Regions from separate parts of the Ovis aries genome. Here region 1 is linked to region 2. A link is a contact called in public Hi-C data. All regions are on one chromosome and are shown on one strand. Each heading gives the region's core, a stretch centred on a gene start, on an enhancer-like site or on the middle of the called end of the contact. The rest is flanking DNA. Distances are from core to core; before and after follow the strand shown.

Region 1 (3,123 bases), core at 572-3,071, 440 kb after region 2:
ATCCAGCCACTAGATGACTGAACAGAGTATACACGTTCAGATGACACTGAATCAGTTGGTCGTTCAACTCAAATTTCAGATAAAACTCAGTCAACTTAAAAAGTTAGAGAAATGCCACTGGTCCTGGAAAGAGTGATCTGTAGTGTGAATCCCAGCTTTGCTACTTACAGCCGTGTGACCAAGGCCATCTTCAGACTTTCAGTTTCTTACCTCGTGGGTCTGTGTCAAGCTCGAAAGTGAGATAATAAATGTAACAGCACACTGTAAGTTTTTTATTAGATACCATCGACTCAAGGTGATACTCAGGGTCCACAACATCTTATCAACTCCTGAAATCTGCTTCTCTTTCAGTTCCTTACTCTTAGTTCAGGGCTCTCAAAACCCATATGCCTGCAGGGTAGTGATGTTGGCCTTGGCAAGTCAGCCTGTGTGCATTGCAGGGGTCCATTGTAAAGCTATAGGGCTTTATGTCCAGTCTAAAGCTATATGTCCAGTCTAAAGAGAGCCACTCAGCCACCACTGTGTGCCAGGCCCCGAGCCTTGTCTCCACAGAGCCTTGTGCAACGTGCTGGACACAAAATAGATGCCCAGTGAGAGACGGGCACCTGCCGTCCTGCCTGACGGGACATCACCCCCTTCCCCAAGGCCTTGTGCCCCGATGGCCGCTGAGTCCACACCTCCAGGGCTGGGGCAGCCTGCCCACTGCTGTTGAGACTGGCCCTCACCTTGTCTCAAACCCTTGAGATAAACTCTCATCTCTAACTGTTGGATGTTCAATTGAAGGATTTCATGCAACCCAAGACTTTCCGTTTGAAAACTGGAGTGATAGATCACCCTATATATGGCCATCTTAAATTCTATCTTCTTTAAAACTAATGTCCCGATCTCTACAGAGGAGTTAAAGATTATTTTCTCTCTTCCTTATATGGCCACAGCTTTCCGATTACACCTCAGTCTTAGCCCTTTTCAGGTATTAGAATTCTCTCCCCAGTGTTTCTGTTTCCTTTGTCAGATTTGTAGCATCTCACAGTTTGTGGTCCTCATCTCCTCCATGGTATCTAGCTGATGCTTCTCAGGGATATACTTAAAGAGTACTTTGCTTGACCTGAAGAAATAAGTCATTCAGATATAAAATGAGTAAAGACTGACCCTGGGTCTCATAATGGACTAAATAAATAGCCTTTTAGGAGAGATCACGTGATTCTCAGATGAGTCAACATGAGGAGAACAGGAAATAGGTTGAGATTTCAGCAAAAGAAAATTCCATGTATCGAAAAGCAGCCTTTGATCAGAAGGATGATGGGGAAAGAAAGTGAATATAGCTTGCAAAAAATCATGAAGTCACTGCTCCCAGAAGCTTTCAGTGTTGTCCCACCATCCATGTGTCTCAGTTTAAGATGAAGATTTTCCTGAAGTCAGGGCTGGAGGGAGTAATGGTGGAGGCTTGGTTCAGGCAGGCATCTCCTGAAATCCAGTGGACCAGGATGAATAGCGACCCTGTTTCCAACAGAAGTGCCATACCTGTTTTTCTTTTTAACCAAGGTAAGATGGACTAACTTATTCCTGTCTAAATTGTGATTGTTGAGGTTTAGAAGTCAGGACTGTGACAGTGTGAAGCTAACTAGCCATGTTACATTATAGTGGAACACTTTTCCCCACAAAGGATTTATCGAAGACTCAGTGAATCACCAGTTGCCATGGTCTTCAGTGAGGAACCGCAGCTCCGAAATCCTTCCTCCACCATGTGGACTGACCATCTGCTCACAGTGCTTGCAGATTCCCTTCCAGGGTTCATAAAGTCTCCTTGTGTTCTCGCACGTCTCTGAAACGCCCCGGGCAACTGCTCTTCCCTGCCACGGAGCGGCCACAACAGCTGTGGGATTCACCAGGCCTTGTCTCGGCTCCATTTCTGGCAGCAGGCAGCAACCGCCAAGCCGCTCTCCAAAAACGCCGGCGAATTGTAAACCCATTAAGGCTTAACTCCTAGGGGACAACAAAGAGCGCTGCTGCCTTTGAATGTGTGCTCTGTGTGGGATCACAGGGGCCTCTGGCACCTGGGCCTGTCCTCAGGGCCGGGGCGATCTGTAGGGAAAGTTACAAGCTGCTGAGGGAATATTTTCACAGGTTTTTCCGAACAAAGGGTTCTTTCTTCAAACCCTGTGCAACTCTTTCCTGATTGTTAATTAACCAAACCTTGTGAAAAACAGGCAGTTTCTGTAAATAGAAGTTGTGTGTGTGTGTGTGTGTGTGTGTGTGCGCGCGTGCACACGCACGTATGTGTGGTGTGGTTGATTGTTTTGTGTTTTCTGACACGTGACGTGAAGCTCTGTTTTGAGTTTGCCAGGGTGGCGAGGGGACTGTCGCGAGGCATCTCACCCTTCCCGGTAATCTTTGCTGTGCGCGCTTAGTTGTGCTCCTGTCCCCCGGTGCCGAGTGCGTTCTGTGTGCTTTTTGCCTGAAGTGGCCCTCTCGCCCCTGAAGCCAACGGCCTGTTTGACTCTGTCTCTCGGTGTTCTCACCATCGCTCATCTGTCTTCCTCTGTTTGCTTCCTTGGAGTCACTGTTTAGGAAGCCCCTGCCTGGCCCATCTGTCTTAAATCACTACTCTGTTTACTTTCCCAGACGCTTTCCCACCCAGGAACCTGCCCTCTGCTTTGTCACATGCCCTTTGTATGTGGTGTGTGTTTGAAGATCTGAAAGCCCTCTTTCCTCAGAAGCCCCTACAGGGCCCTGGCAGTCATTATAATGGCTGATTCCACCACTTGGTGCCTGTGGCCACCTAGTCAGAGCTGGCCAGGGCCTGCTGACCTTCTGGAACTGTTGGCGAAGACTTCCAAACCCTACCTCTTTTCACTCTGCTTTCCCAGTTCCGTATTAGGAGTTTTATAAGTTTCACAATTCAGTATCCTGGAGTTTTCGAAAGAGGGTTACATTTTGTTTATTTTATCCACCACTAAGGTGCTTATTGTTGAGATTATCTATCAATTCCATCTTTGTCTTACTGATACTTGATCAATACTTCTGGTATTAAATCTAGCCTTTTTGGTTATGATTGTGTTCAGGGAAAGAAGCTCTTCACAGGCCTCTAGTGGACATGCCCTGGAACTGCAGAAATCTTGTATT
Region 2 (2,959 bases), core at 130-2,629:
GCTGTATATTGTCACCCTGCTTATTTAACTTATATGCAGAGTACATCATGAGAAACGCTGGGCTGGAAGAAGCACAAACTGGAATCAAGATTGCCGGGAGAAATATCAATAACCTCAGATATGCAGATGATACCACCCCTATGGCAGAAAGTGAAGAGGAACTAAAAGCCTCTTGATGAAAGTGAAAGAGGAGAGTGAAAAAGTTGGCTTAAAGCTCAACATTCAGAAAACAAAGATCATGGCATCTGGTCCCATCACTTCATGGGAAATAGATGGGGAAACAGTGTCAGACTTTATTTTGGGGGGCTCCAAAATCACTGCAGATGGTGATTGCAGCCATGAAATTAAAAGACACCTACTCCTTGGAAGTAAAGTTATGACCAACATAGATAGCATATTCAAAAGCAGAGACATTACTTTGCCGACTAAGGTCCATCTAGTCAAGGCTATGGTTTTTCCAGTAGTCATGTATGGATGTGAGAGATGGACTGTGAAGAAAGCTGAGCACCGAAGAATTGATGCTTTTGAACTGTGGTGTTGGAGAAGACTCTTGAGAGTCCCTTGGACTGCAAGGAGATCCAACCAGTCCATTCTGAAGGAGATCAGCCCTGGGATTTCTTTTGGAAGGAATGATGCTAAAGCTGAAACTCCAATACTTTGGCCACCTCATACAAAGAGTTGACTCATTGGAAGACTCTGATGCTGGGAGGGATTGGGGGCAGGAGGAGAAGGGGACGACAGAGGATGAGATGGCTGGATGGCATCATCGACTCGATGGACATGAATTTGAGTGAACTCCGAGAGTTAGTGATGGACAGGGAGGCCTGGTGTGCTGTGATTCATGGGGTCACAGAGTCGGACACGACTGAGCAACTGAACTGAACTGAACTGAAATTTGTATTAATACATGCTTATTTCTGCTCTTCCAATTCCCAACCACCTTTTAGATTTTATATATATATATATATATATATATATATATATATATATATGATGTTTAAGATAGAGATATATTTAATGTATATTTAAATATATATATATATAATAGGAGAAAATTATTATAGGTTGGTAGTGAACAAACCCTGGGTCGGGAAGATCCCCTGTAGGAAGTCATGGCAACCCACTCCAGTATTCTTGCCTGGAGATTCCCATGGACAGAGGAACCTGGCGGGCTATAGTCCATGGGGTTGCAAAGAGTCGGACATGACTGAGCAACATGGCATGCACACAGTGGACAAAATTTTTCTAGGGGATTGATGCAGTACTGTTTTCAGTAGAGAAAACTGGGGTCTCCTTGCTACATTCTGCTCCACCCCTCCTCACCCGTGCTTTTGTCCTGTTGGAGGTGAATTTTCCCAGGAACACAACACAAGGTGGTGCTGTTGCATTTATGCTAAACCAGCTGCAGGCCCAGCCCCTGACGCTCTCTGTAGATTTCATTTGGAAAGTGTTAAGCAAGTGCCAAAGGCAGAGAGAGAAAGCTTTTGCATATGTTAAGTGTCTGCCTGGTAGTTATCCTTTCAGATGAGAAAAGCTACATAGAAAGAAAGAGGAGGAATGTGAAGTTTCTTTCAGTTGAGGAGGCTTCTGGGGGAAAACATCTTAAGAAATGAAAGTGACAGTGCCGGTGGATTCCTGTGTTGCTAAATTACAGAAGCGTAGAGAATTAGGGCTAGAAGAGATATTAAGATGCTATCTAATCCATAAGATTTCGTTTATTAAATTATCAGCCAGTTAAACTTTTCCCTTGGTTTTAAAATTTCATGGGGAAGAGAAAACGGTAAATTACCAATCCCTACTGTTAATAGTCTCCCCTCTGTGAAGATAAGGGGTTGCGAATCCACACCTCCTCCCACTCCTCTCACTCCACAGACACACTCACATGGAGTAGAAAGGATTTTGTTAGCAGACTGGTTAGTGAGGATCAAAATGAGATTAGAAATCAGGGAGTTTGGATCCTCTTCCCTCCCTCATCTGACCTCACCGTGGATTAAGAGTCTTCAGATTTAGCACCTCCAAAGTAAAGAGACTCTGTGAGCATCCCGGGTTTCCACAAATAGTTGGTTCAAGTGAGAAGCTTTTTTTTAAAGTACAGATTAAGGATCATACCACAGAATTGTTTAATCAGAAAATCCAGGGCAGGGTCTAGAAATTACGCTTAAAAACTGGAGTCCCCTAAACCCTGGAAAGCTTTTTTCCTATGTGAAGATAGAGAAATTAGATAGAAACTTATAGGCAAGCAGCCCACTTAATCTCATGACTGGTGAGTAAGCACCACTAGATTGCTGCTGCTGCTGCTAAGTCGCTTCAGTCGTGTCCGACTCTGTGGGACCCCATAGACGACAGCCAACTAGGCTCCTCTGTCCCTGGGATTCTCCAGGCAAGAATACAAGAGTGGGTTGCCATTTCCTTCTCCAATGCATGCATGCATGCTAAGTCACTTCAGTCGTGTCCAACTCTGGGCGACCCCATGGACAGCAGCCCACCAGGCTCCTCTGTCCACAGGATTCTCTAGGCAAGAGTAGTGAAGTGGGTTGCCATTTCCTGTAAGTAACTCTAATTCCATCTGGCTTTAAAATTTTCAGTCATCTTTAACACAAAAGCCCTCGAAAAATAAAAGTAAACTTCAGCAGGTCCAAAGTGATTTCCTCTTCACTGTATTCCCAGCCTTTTGAGCAATCTGTCGTATATAGATCTAAAATTAAGTGTTTTCTAAATTTCCCATACCTGTGAAATTGGAAGGTACAGAACTATTACTGTGGTAAAAATCTAATAACAGTGAATGTGTTCACCCTGCTTCCTACAGACTAGTTTATTTTCCTATAATGGTTACTCTGGATTGGTTGACAGTTAGGAAAATAGTATTTTGACAATTTCACCTTGTATTCTTATAAAACTAGAGAGTCAAGAAGCTGGCCACATTCTTGGCCAGTATATAAGCTTATTTGTAAGTCACATT

What was found. Hi-C and Micro-C count contacts between places; a contact is called where the count stands out from the background.
Region 1: a contact with region 2 is called in a Hi-C map of hypothalamus, with 5 times the contacts expected there. The contact joins two enhancer-like sites. A contact is called at or near these places in 6 of 16 Hi-C or Micro-C datasets (hypothalamus, liver, muscle and 2 more).

The regions. Positions count from the first base shown.
Region 1 is chr10:28,196,925-28,200,047 of ARS-UI_Ramb_v3.0, forward strand. The region is part of intron 3 of STARD13 (StAR related lipid transfer domain containing 13); the gene reads left to right. Among named protein-coding and RNA genes, the nearest start is that of KL, 200 kb to the right of the region's middle. Within about 2 kb of position 1,822, at least 26 of the 54 cell types and tissues checked have an H3K27ac peak or open chromatin away from gene starts, as enhancers often do. A contact at or near this core is called in hypothalamus, where this site is marked.
Region 2 is chr10:27,761,997-27,764,955 of ARS-UI_Ramb_v3.0, forward strand. All of the region lies in intron 1 of STARD13 (StAR related lipid transfer domain containing 13), which reads left to right. Among named protein-coding and RNA genes, the nearest start is that of STARD13, 17 kb to the left of the region's middle. Within about 2 kb of position 1,380, at least 11 of the 54 cell types and tissues checked have an H3K27ac peak or open chromatin away from gene starts, as enhancers often do. A contact at or near this core is called in hypothalamus, where this site is marked.